Linked DNA regions of Capsicum annuum: region 1 is linked to region 2. Evidence: chromatin contacts called from public Hi-C data. All regions are on one chromosome and are shown on one strand. The core of a region is the stretch at or near the end of the contact, and the rest is flanking DNA. Distances in the headings are between cores, read along the strand shown.

Region 1 (6,666 bases), core at 712-3,211, 110 kb after region 2:
TAAAAAAAAACATGATGTTTTGGTGGTTGTATATTCCGAACAAAATTCTTTTTTCTATTACATCAAGAACTCTTAAAGTGACAACTAACAAAAATGTGATACAGAAGATGTGATTTGCAATTTTATGTCTTAAAAAGAGAGATGGACAGTATGAGACTTAAAACAAACTCACAACCAAGCCAATGTTGTGACATAGATTGGTAGCTCTTTTAAAAGATTATAGCAATTTTGGTATATAAAGAAATGGTTTTGCAGATCAGTACTCAAGAAGAGACATTGGTTTAGAAATAGAGCACTCTACAATCAAAACTCAAAACACACAAACACGAAACACATATTAATAGAATCTAACATCTTTTAATTGCAACAACAACAAACCCAGTATATTCCCACCTAGTGGGGTCTGGGGAGGGTAGAATGTACGCAATCCATACCACTACCTCTAAAAAGTAGAGAGGCTGTTTCCGACAGACCCCCGACTCAAGATACAGGACAATATACAAAATATTCAAAGCATGAAACATGATAAAACTAACATAGATACAACATCCACAAAAGTAATGTACAATACCAAACAAAAGACACCAAAACCCTCCTAACTACGGACTACGATTCATCCACCCATCTTATTTCTCTATCCTAGTATTTTTCCTCCTACACAGCCTACTTTAAAGGAATAACTTTGATATAAAGTGATTAATCTAAGAGAACAAACTGAAAGAAAAAAAAAGAAAACACAATGGCAGCCTCAACCATCCTAACACTAATTCACAATATTGAAACACGTTTTGACCTATGAACTAATCAATCAAAGATAGGCATTAAAAGCAAATTTCATATAAACAATAAAAAATAGGATCAAAATAGTAAACACACATGAAACATATTTGGGTAATACTAACGCTAAAAAAGATTAAGAGATAAGGGAATAAAGAAAATCAAATATTACCGCTGAGAAAAATTTGAGAAAGCCGAAATAGTGACCTTAGGGTCCTGAAACGAGAATCGTGAGATCAAGAACAACAAGAATATCATCTCAAAACATTATCCACAATTTCATCACAACAACCTATGGCGTTCAAAGCAGTCTACAGCGAACAATCCCATATTAGTACGACTAGTTATGAAAATCGATATTAACGCCAGAAGAAGGAAGAAGAAGAAAAGCTAAGATGCGATTACCTTTTTTTGGGCAGCGAACAAGACAAACAAGCTTAAAACGACAAAACTTTCCACCACTGAAACTCGATTCTGCTCCACCGGAATTCAAACAAATTCGTCGAATTTCACGAATTGTATTCCTCGAGAATTGTGGTTACGTGAGGTTAGAAGCATGCGCCTCCAGAACCTCCAACTTTTCCCCAAAAATACTCTCCCCTCCCTTCAATGGAAGCATGGGCTCCTATTTATAGTGAAAAAATCTCCTTAAAAAGAGAGTATGTTTTTGTGACATAGAGTGGTTGGGGATTTGACAAAAATTGAAAAAAAAAAATGAAAACATATCCCAATAAATCCGGATTTGACTGTGATGTTTCTGATTTGGATGAGATTTTGAAGCAAGGAGCACACCTATCTTGAACAAAAGTCAGATATCGAAGCTCGGGGTCTGCAAAATTCAGACGAAGGAAAGAGAGAGAGGTTCGTTCGTTTGGCTTTGGTTTTTGCCGTGGTTGATACTTGTTGAAAGCTGTGTTGTTGTCGGTTGTTGCTGCTGTTAACGTTGATATCACTGTTTGGGTGTTAACGGTGGTTGAGTTTGTTGTTGATAACGTTGTTTGAAGCTGTAAAGGGGAAGAAAAAAAGGATGGGTCGGATCTCTTTTGTGGTGCTGGGTTGTTGTGGTTGCTGCACCTGTTGGGCTGGACGGGTCAGGGGTGAAATGGAGTTGTGGGCTGCTGGCTCAATTTTTGGGCTGGTGGCCCAATTTGAGAGTGGGAAAGGGGATTGTATGGGTAGAGGAAAATGGGCTGGTTAATAAAACAATTACTAACTTCTAATTATGGTCATTTGTATTACTAAAATAGTCAATAAATTTGAGTAAAATTGTGACTAAATTATCTTCTAATTAATTTAACGAATTTCTAAAATTTAATAATTTCAAAATAAATATTAAATACAACACATTTTATTTTATTTCTTTTATTTTTCGAAGATAATAATAATAATAATAATAATAATAATAATAATAATAATAACAACGATAATAATGATAATAATGATGATAAAAATAATAATATAATAAAAATTAAGAAACTAATTATTTCATCAATTTCTTATTTTCAATCGATCTAGAGAAAAGTAGAATATTTGTAATTGTTCAAACTTTTTACTCTGAATAGATTTTAAAGCATTTTCTTTAACTAATAATTATATAATCATGTATAATTAAACACTAAATATATTAATTTCACCTAAATTCAAATGGTAGGGTTGAAATTTATTTCAAAATAACTTACAATAAATATTTTAAAACTATTTAAAATTGAGAAATTCAAAAACTAATTTGGAATGTGGATGACAAAAATTAGGTGTCAACAATGTGTGTAAAAATATTTTATAACTTTTGTTTGTTTAAATTATATTAATTTGTCATCTCAATTAAATAGGAAAAAATATAGTAATGATTTTAAACTACATTTTTCTTAATATTTGTGTATGTTTCTAAATTTGGTTGATCTAGTAATTATTTAATTTTATTTTGGGTTAAAATTTATTTGTAATTTTCGTCTATTGAAAATTTAAAGTGAAAACAATCTTACTTCACTTTTGAATGTATAAAATTTTTTATTTATACATACGAACATATATATAATTTCACTTCTCTATATATTTTTTATTTCATAAAGAAAGTAAAGATTTTAGTTCTATTATTCATTCTTTTATAGTATGGATTTTGTATTTCTTTTAAAAAAAATTTGTAGGAGGATATTAGAAAAAAAAAAAAAAAGGAAATGAAAAGAATGAAAAATTAAAGAGAATCATTGAAAAAGAACAAGTACACAAGCAATTTTTTTCCCCAAAAGTTTTTTTATTTCTTAGGCCAAATCCATCGATGGCCCCTAAACTTGGCACCATCTTTCACTTAGACACCTCAACTAGACCATGTTCAATTTAAACACCCCAAATAGATAAAAGTGTCTTACTTTGACACTTTTTGCCCTTATTAAAATTGTGGTGAGGCGCGTGTGGGTCAAACGACCCACGTGGATTTTATAAGCCAATTATAACCTGCCACGAAGAAAACTACTTTACACATAATTTTTTGTCCAAAATTAAGGGGTAAAATCCCACAAAATTCACATTTCCATATCATTTCTCAAACCCGATTGAAGAGCTCCGATAATTTTTATTTTTTTTACTTTTGATTCGATTTTTGTTGATTCGTAGAGAGATCTAACTAATAATGGTATTTTTCGTAGGTACAATGCATGCAATGAAGTGTTGATTAATGTTCATCGACGAAATTGAAGATTTTTTTTTAAAACTGAAGAAATTTGAGGTACAACTAAAGTTGTTCTTTATTTTTTTTTCAACTTTCCTTACTGTATGGATGTTTTACCCCAACAATTTGTAGTGTTTTTTCTAAATTTTCGTTATTAAGGTTTTTTTAGGGATTTCAGTGACAAAGTTAGGGTTTTGTGTGGGTTTTTTGGGAATTTCACTAATCTATGTGTTATTTTCCAGATTTCACTGATAAACAAGGTTATTTTGGTACTTTTCTAGTTCAAGGGTATTTTGGGTATTTCTTTTTATTGAGAATCTTGTGGGGGCTGTTAAGAAAATATAATGGACTACTATATTTTGACCTATTTTCATTATGGGGAGAATGTTGTAGCCGGCCCTAAGCTTAGTTATAAAGATGAGGTTGATGTCTTTGTTGTTGCTATTGATAAAGACCACTATAGTCTTTTTAAGTTTCTTTCCTACGCCAAAGATCTTGGGTATTCAAATATTGAGGGGTTCTACTGTCAACATACAGATGGTGAAGAGTTAGTTCTAATTAATTCTGATAGGGAGTTATTAGATTTTGTGAAGAACTTGAAAGATGGTGATGAGCTTGATGTGTTTCTTCTTCATGGTATTGATGAAGATATTGAGGTTGTGTCACAGACTTCTCTTCTTTTAGAAGAGCGACCCATATGTATTGATGAAGATGATATAGGCAACGATGGTAATGAGGGTGGAGGTCTTGATGAAGATCTGAATGGTAATGAATCAGATGTGCCCAGTATGATTCAAATGTTGAAATCTCTGTTGAGGATGGTTCAGACATTGATGATGAGTTGGGAGCCTTTAGGGCTGAAAGTAGATGCAAAAAAAAATGCAAAAAAAAAAAAGCAAAAGCTAGAGAAGAAATACATGTAGGTGAAGCTGGTAATGACAAAGGTTTTCAGGACATTTTCAGAAAAAATAAAAACAGATATGTGGGTAGATTAGGAGGTGATGAAGAGTTCATTGATAGTATAGACTGTGATAGTATTGATAGCACTGATTTGGTAGATGAGGATACTGTTGTGGGTGTTGATTTACCAAGGAAAAGAAGAAGTAGTAAAATCAGATTTGATAATGATTATGATGTTGTTTTTTTAACTTGGGATAATTTTTAATGGTCCTAAGGAATTTAGAAAAACATTGGGGAGGTATGCAGTAGAAAATAGAGTTCAAATTATTTTAAGACCTAATGAGACTCATAGAGTGGGGGCTAAGTGTAAATTGAAGCCAAAATGTTGTTGGTTGTGTTCTGGTGCAATTGATAGAGATTCTAGTAATTTCATGATTAAAAATTATAATCCAGTGCATAAGTACACAACATCAAACAAGAACAAGATGTGTACAACTAAATTTATTGCTAACAGATTTAGAGATAACATAATTAAACAACCATCTTTGAGGATTTAAGAAATACAAGAACTGTGCAAAGAAAAATTAGGATTATATGTGGATAGAACAATCTGTTATAAGGCTAGATTGTAGGTTCTAAGAGAGTCCATGGGGGACTGAAACTTGGAGTTTGCAAGATTATGTGATTATACTGAGATGATAAAACAAACCAATCCTGGTAGTTCTGTTTGGCTGAGAATGGATACAGAAACTGTCCCTGGTAAAAATTTATTTGTGTATTTCTATGTGTGTCTTGATGCATTAAAGAAAGGGTGGATGGAAGGATGTAGAAGAACTATAGGGTTTGATGGATGTTTCTTAAAGGGTGCTTGTAAGGGTGAACTTCTAATAGCAGTTGGGAAGAATGGTAACAATCAGATGTTTCCTATAGTCTGGGCTGTTGTGGACAAGGAAACTAAGCATAGTTGGAGTTTTTTTATTAAGTATTTGAAAGAGGATTTGTAGTTGGATACTGGAGCAGGTCTTACTGTGATGACTGGTATGTAAAAGGTAATATTTTAGTTTTATTAACTGACAATAATTGAAATACTTAATTTCTTTGTCTAGTACTTTAACTGTTTTCTATATTTAGGGCATTTTTGCGGTTATTTTTTACTTGCTACCAAATGCTTAAGTAAAAAGATGTGATAGACACATTTGGTCCGGTTAGAGTCAACAGTAGATAGGAGAAGAGAGGAGAAAATAGTTCTGTAAATGCTCAAAAGCAAGCTTTGAAATGAAGTTCAAAGAGGAACTTGATTACATGAGCCAACTTGGTATGCAAGGTAAGGATATTGTTGGTGATTTATTGCATTATCCTAGGCAGTCATAGCTTAGGGCATTCTTTAAAGAAGATTGTAAGTGTGATGTTGTTGAAAATAACATGTGTGAGACCTTTAACTCATGGATCTTAGTTCCTAGACACAAATCTATCACTACCATGTTGGAGGACATTAGGAGAAAAATCATGGGTAAAATAGTAGATATGATTAGGTTTGCCAATACTTGGATATGTGATATTTCACCTATGGCTAGACTTATATTGAAGGAGAATAAGAAAAGGGCTAGGGTTTGCAAGGTTCTTTGGAAAGCTGATGTTGGATTTGAAATTGGATAAGGGGAGTTTAGGCATACAGTGGACTTGAGTAGTAGGATTTGTAGTTGTAGAACTTGGAAGTTAAGAGGCATTTCCTGCCAACATGCTATTTGTGCTTTGTGTCATGTTGAACAAGAGCCTGAACCTTATGTGGAGCATTGGTATAAAAAGAAAACCTTCATGAAGGCTTACAGTCACTTTATACAACCAATCTCCAATATGAAGATATGGCCTGAGACAAACAATCCAAAGATTGAGCCTCCTGAGCCTAAGAAAATGCCTGGCAGATCTGCAAGAAATAGAAGAAGAGGTAAAGATGAACCAAAGAAGAAATATAGAAAGCTGTCAAAACAAGGGGTGAAAATAACATGTTTCAAGTGTTATCAACAAGGCCATAACAGAAGATATTGTAAGGTAAAACAATGACTTTTAATTTAATTTTAGAAATTAATTTCATATTAATTTAACTGTTGTGTATGTGTTTATAGATTCCTGATCCAAATGAACAAGTTCCTAGCCAAGGGTTCCATCCTAGTGGTCAGAGTTCACAAGCAAGTTGCCAGCCTAAAAGCTCAAGCCAACCTACACCTTCAACCTTAAAAAAATCAGTAAAATGTAGCTCAAGTCAGTCTGTACCAACAAGCTCAAGTCAAGTTGCAACTTCAACAACATTTTGTGCTGATACAAGC
Region 2 (6,723 bases), core at 3,092-5,591:
CAAACCTAATTCATACATACAAAAAGGATATTTGATACTTTTAATAACATGATCGAAGCTAATACAGGTCGCCTACGTATTCTATAAAATAAATCAAGTCGAACGTAGTTCATTACAGCTAAAAGGGTGCGGTTATAAGGAAATCAAATCATAAAGTGCGATTACAAGAAAATAAAGTGATGAAATGTGACTACAAGGAAATAAAACAAGAAAGTACGATTTAAAGAGAAAAAAACAACTTCCAAATGCAAGACAGAAGGACTCCAAAAGTGCGCTTTTTGAGGAAAATTCATGTTTTTTTTGATTGATGGTGCCAATGAATACTTCTTATGATTGGGAAATGCATTGTTGTTAACATTAGCTGGAGCTTTCTCAAGCGTTATCACCTTATTGTGAATCAGATCTTGAATTTTGTGCTTGAGAGCGATACATTTTTCTGTATCATGTCCAACAACTCCAGAGTGGTAAGCACATTGCTTATTTGGATCATACCAATTAGCAGAAGTCTTCACAGGCTTTGCTTCCATTATATGAAGTAGTTTTGCTATTTCAACCTTTCAAAAAGTTGAGTAGGAGATTCTGCCAATGGCGTGAAAATTTTGGGAAGCTTCCTTTCATGATTTGCACAAGGAGCATTATTTTGATAATTTTGTAATGGAGATTGAGCATGATATGTCGCTTGTGTATTAAAGACCGGATAGTGAGCATGTCGAGCATTTGGTTGATATCGAAAAGGTTGTTTGTAATTGGAAGAATTTTCTTAAGTCATCACTCTAATTACTTTCTTCTTTTTTTTCTTTCCATTTCCGAAAGAGCTAATCTGGAAGCCCTTATGAGTGGATTGCAATTCTATCAAATTAATTATCCTTCATGTCTTGAGGCCATCCTCAATCATTTCTCCAGTCTTGACAATTTCAATAAATATTTTTCCAACCATTGTTACCATGCGATCAAAATATTCTGGATTTAGTACATGGATGAAGTAAATGATCATTTCAGCTTTTTCTATTGGGGGATGTACCCTAGTCTCTTTTTCTCTCCGGCGTATGGCGTATTCACAAAAATTCTCATTTGATTTCTGCTTTAGCTTTGTGATAGAGATCCTATCAGGAATTATATCGATATGAATCTTGTAGTGATCCATAAAATCATTTGCTAGGTCATCCCAAGCATGCCACTTAGTCACATCTTGCTTAGTGTAACATTCTAGAGCCTTTCCACTCAAACTTTAACTAAATAGCTTGACCCATATTCTTTCATTCTTGCCCACACCAATCAACTTTTCATAATAAGCTTTCAAATGAAAGAAAGGATTTCCATACCCATCAAACTTTTTAAATTTTGGGATCTTATAACCAGGAGGCAACTCAATCTTGGAAAATGCACACAACTCTTCATACTTTACACTTTGATTACTTTCAAGCCCCGAGGACTTATTATTGCATCTTCCAAGACCTTGAGTTTTCTGTTCATCGTCTCATCAGTTCACATTCTCAGATCATTCTCTGTTTCAACATAATGATTAGCATCTAAGCGATATAACTTTTGAGTTTATGTTACTGGTGATGCAGTAGCATAGGTGTACACTGGCGGAGCATGGTGTGACAAGGATATATACAAAACCTTTGGAGGAGCAAATACATACACAAAAGGAGCATTCTGAGAGGCATGAACATTTTGAGAAGTAGTAAAGTGGCTATCTTAATCAACTCCTTCTAATGTCGAAAACATGGACCTTTTTGTCGATCATCAAGGGACAGAGTCACGTTTGGAGAAGTTTGAGAAAGTGTTCTACTTTGCATCACCATCACCTTCAGCTCTGCAATTTGTTGCACCAAATCAGCAACGAGCTCTGGGGTTATTTTCCTTCGTATCGAGGCACTCGGATCCACTACCATAGAGAAGGTGGGAACAGACTCGGATATGGTATTTCTGCTGATCAGAGTTGGATCCATAGTTGAACAAGTCCTTCTGTTAGCCCAAGCAAGAACTGATGACTCTATAGTTACTTTCTTGACCTTAGACCTGTGAAATACTGATGTTCTGCCAGTGATTACTTTTGTCTTTATGGAGCGAGCAAACTTGACTACCAACATAAATCAGCCTCTCTCTAAAAGGAAAAAAAAATTCAAAAGATAAAAAGTTAATTCATGATCGTAATGATTGACCAAAGTAATATACGAAACGAATGGCATCTATTGGGTTTGAAACAGACAAAGTCCAGAATTTAGAGGATGAGACACTCTAGAAAGTGACCGAATAATTAGAACTTTGATCATTTGATGAATCTTGAATTTGATGGGAAAAATAGAACTTCAAACAGGATGAACTAAGTGATTTTGAAGAAATCGAATATTAAAGAATAAACATCCTAAAAAGGCTTATTTGAAAAGCTTTAAAGACAACATAGTCTTTTCATTAATAGAATGTCTAGATAGCTTTGACTATAATCAAATGCAGGGAAAAGCGAATTGAGAGGGCAACATGATTAATGTGAATTGGATAATGACCTAATGAGATTTTGAACAAATTTGGGCAAATTGGAAGGAATTTTATCAACGGACTTTTAAGGATATTTTGGAAGGGTTCAAATTTTGAGCCGTATATGCCTATTAATGCTCTAAGATTTCAAAATAGAATAATGGACTAGTCTTGTTTAAAGCCAAAGATATGTTATTTAAACACAGCGATCAAGCAAATATAGACAAAGCAAAACAATAAAATACTTTAGCACATAAACAGTTATTACGCGTCCTAGCATACATAGGACCGTTCAAGCCAAAGGGAAGTCTAGCGTATGAAGGGTAAACATGCCGTTTGTAAGATGTTTCGTTGCCCCCACATCTATTCCAAGGGACAATAGTCCGTACAATCCAGCATTACATCCTTTAATTAAAGCACATAAAGAATGATCGTCTGTTACTGACTCGTGGTCAATAGACATAAGGTGGGTTCTACTAATGGGCCTAATGCCCCCTCAGGTATTGAGTCGTCCTAGTCTCATGCCTAAAAAGAGTTTTGATTTCACTCTATCCTAGATATCTAGAGTGGGCTTGACTAGGTTTCCAAGTGGACTACTCGGGTTTAAAAAATACGAACAGTCATTGGACACCTAATGTGCCAATAAACTGTCATATTTCCAGTACTTCATTTGGAATTAATAAATAGGGGCCGGGACATTCGCGAAACTCCAAAATAGTTTAAATATTTAAATGTGAAAGTATGACATGAAATGCAACAGTTTAAATTTTATAAACCCGAATAATTAGTCTAAGAAGTTAGTTCAAATAATTGGTTAGAACCTAGTTAAATCCGCAGCAGAGTCTTCATTTCTGTTTTATCCTTTCCGCATTTTTTTTGGCAAAAAAATAGCTTTGATCTCTTTAAAACTATTTCAAAAGATTCAAGAAAATTCCAAAATAATTTCAAGAAATTTACAAAGTCGCCAGTTGATATTTATAGAAAAAGTCAAGAAAAAAACTTAAAAGAGTTTCAAATGTTCAAAAATAGAAATAAACCTTTAAAACTAGAGAAACTGGGTAAGAGTTCAATTAACGTCCTAAGAAAGTTTATAGGGCACTTAGGAGCCTCCATTTAAAACGATTTACCAAAAAGAACTAGCTTGACTAACTAAAAATGGCTAATTTTTGTAAAGACTTGATTTTATAGAAAACATTAAAATTATTTATTTAAACATATTTAAAATAATATTTACTCATTCAAAGGAGAAAATAATTTATTTGAATTGAACTAAATTGTAATTTCTGAACTTAGGAGGAAAATGAATTTTGCTTTTGTAGGAGAAGAAGATTATTAAAATTATTTTCTTATTATTAATTATTATAGAAAAATCGATTATGTTATAGAAAATTCTTTTGGAAGAAATGCTAAGAAAGTGTTAAATTAAAACTGCTTAGTAATCATGAAAAGTTCAAATTTTCAAGAAAAATTAGTTTCTTGAGTTTGAAAAAGTTACTTCAATCCAAATAGACTATTAGTTATATGAACATGACAAATGTCATTTTGAAATAAAATACTTAATCTTTAAAAGACTTATTTTAGGAAGAGAATTGAAGGAACCGATTTAATCCGTTTTAGATAATATAAATTAGGTGAAGAAATTATGAATTAAGTAAAAGAAAACTAAGATAAAATAAAAATGACAACACTTTAGGGAATTTGTCTAGGTTAATGATTAAAAAGCTAATTAATACAAATAAGCATACAAGCTATAAAAATGATACAAGAACTGAAATTGGGCCCTTAGTTAGCCCATCAATAAAGCTGCCCAGCTTTGGGGTTTGAATTATGGACTTCGGTCCATTTTTCTGCAGTGTATACGATGTGTATATCAGCTACTTTTCTTACTGCATTTTTGTATATCTGGTGTATACATGACCATATCTTTATCATATACACGTATTTTAGTCCACCTGTATAATAAGCTTCTTTTTTCTCACATTCACCATATATATGCTGTATTTCTGATGTATAAATGCATATACAGCTTTGTTTCTTAAAAAATAAAGGCATTTGAGCTCGTAGAAGATGTAGGCCCCTTTGGCCCGTTGAGAAATGCAAGGAATGGAGTCCGTTGGAATTCAAGTCAACGCCACATGCATTAAGAAAAAATATAAGAATTAGTGTGTATCGTGACAACAATCTAATGATAGCAAGAATGCATTGGAGTAGTCACACAAGTTTCACGATATTGCACATATTATCGCATAAACCCATTGATCATGTTTCAGAACACATTTTTTGCAAAAAGTACATGATCAGAGATACAAATGCAGTAAACAAAAGGTTTTAGGTCTTTAAACACAAAACTACATAATAAATCCGAGTTTTAAACTTCAAATTTACTAACAAGATCCATAATGGCGATAATACATAGTTTAACTGGAAGCCAAACAGAACACAATACATTTGAACTAAAATCCCCAATAAAATACATAAATAGAACAGAGAACCAAAAAGACTAAACATAAGCAACCTCAGCAAAACCAGATTGACTAATTTATTATTTCTCAACTAAGTTAACCTCAAAGAAGATCAAAAGTAACAAATTATATGAAATAACCACACAAGAACCATATGAAATTCTTCAAATCAGACTCACAGTGATTTAACAGTAGTCAAATATGTTTATTCGAATCTCTGTTATCCGATATGAACATGTGTATTCCTTAAGTATATAAGATTGCGTGAACATCTCAAAGCATTTTGAGTTATAAAAGAAAGTTAAAATTAACTATTTAGGGGAAAAAATATATCACACTTCAACAGACGTGTAGACGTTTTGGGCTAGGAATGATAATAAAAGGGTAACTAGCAGATTCATTTTTATTTTCTTTAAGAATAAAAAGCAGGTGGACAGATTAACGACAAATTGTTCTTTTAAAGAGCTAGGGTGAAACCATGAGAAAATTACGGATTATAACTGCGCCGGGGGCATGTCCAAACACAACTAGATGTGCGACAATGAACTAGGGCCATCACTATCACATAGTTAACTCGCCAAAGCTCATAAGAATTCATACATAATTGAAATAAAATGCAAGAAAAGAGAGGCAATGCTTAACCAACATGTTATCATCAATCTTGCCTTTCGATTACGACCATATGACTTTATAGGAATTGAAACTCTAAAAATGAAAGTCTACGTAGCTGTTAAAGCTAGGCGCAACCATGAAACATACTTTCATTGACAAAACAAACTTACGACAAGGGAGATACAATCTAACTATTTTAAACGACCTTCACCCTCTATATGGCTAATCACGTTGAACCAAAGGCCAACAAGTCATTCAGGGTTCACTAGGCCTACACATTCATACTTGAACACTTTGAACAATCTGTTTCAAACACATAACAAAAAGAATCTATGAGGCAAACCAGATTTACACTGGCAGAACGAAGCAAAGGAAAGAAAAAGTTTTTAAGAGTTCACATTTGACTAACACAAAGGCTTTATACAAGCAAGAAAACAGTGTCTTCCAAACTAACAACATACCCTTCACATCACTGACTATTATATGAACAGAACCAGCATACTCACATTAACAATGATATTCAATCTCTAAAGCAGCAACAAAAATATAATAAAATCTAGATACTAGAGCGACAACACCATACTTAACAATTATCATCAAATCAGTCAAATTACTACAGAATGATAACTCTGAGAAAAATGAGAAAAACAAAACGGAGAAAAGTGGATTCATCACACAAAACCTATGGCTTTCAAAGCCGTCTACAGCAGACAGTCCCAACACTCATTACACATTGCTACTAATGAGAAGAAAAATAAAAAAACAAGAGGAAATGACAAAGAGCAGGCTATGTTTACCTTTTTGCGGGCAGCAAACGGAACGACGAACTTTGAGGATGGGCTTTCACCACTAGAGTTTAAATTCTGAATCTTTGGAGTTTAACTTTCATCGGAATTGAGTTTTTGAGTATGTTTCTCCGAGAATTTTTTGGGTTACCTAGGATTAGAAGCATGCGCCACCCGAATCCTCAATTTTCCCCTAAAAAATCTTCTCCACTCTATCCTTCACTGCCTCTATTTATAAGAGAAATTAGGGGGGGAAGTCTAGGGATTCAGATTCAAACCCGAAATTGAACTGATTTTCTTGAGAATAATTGAAATCCACTGTGAGACAAAGAGAGAAACATTGGGAATTAAATTCCTACCCGAAAAAGTGAATAATGGACTGA

The links. Hi-C and Micro-C count contacts between places; a contact is called where the count stands out from the background.
Region 1: a contact with region 2 is called in a Hi-C map of placenta, with 2.0 times the contacts expected there. The contact joins the promoter of LOC107856614 here to the enhancer-like site in region 2. A contact is called at or near these places in 2 of 5 Hi-C or Micro-C datasets (leaf and placenta).

Annotation. Positions count from the first base shown.
Region 1 is chr4:37,920,154-37,926,819 of UCD10Xv1.1, forward strand. LOC107856614 reads right to left here and starts at 1,962. Exons shown (of 2, transcript XR_001670624.2): 1 at 1,183-1,962.
Region 2 is chr4:37,805,455-37,812,177 of UCD10Xv1.1, forward strand. It overlaps LOC124898131 (a long non-coding RNA gene), which reads right to left. Exons shown (of 2, transcript XR_007054874.1): 1 at 6,700-6,723; 2 at 4,133-6,568. Among protein-coding and RNA genes, the nearest start is that of LOC124898131, 3.7 kb to the right of the region's middle. Within about 2 kb of position 4,342, at least 1 of the 5 cell types and tissues checked has an H3K27ac peak or open chromatin away from gene starts, as enhancers often do.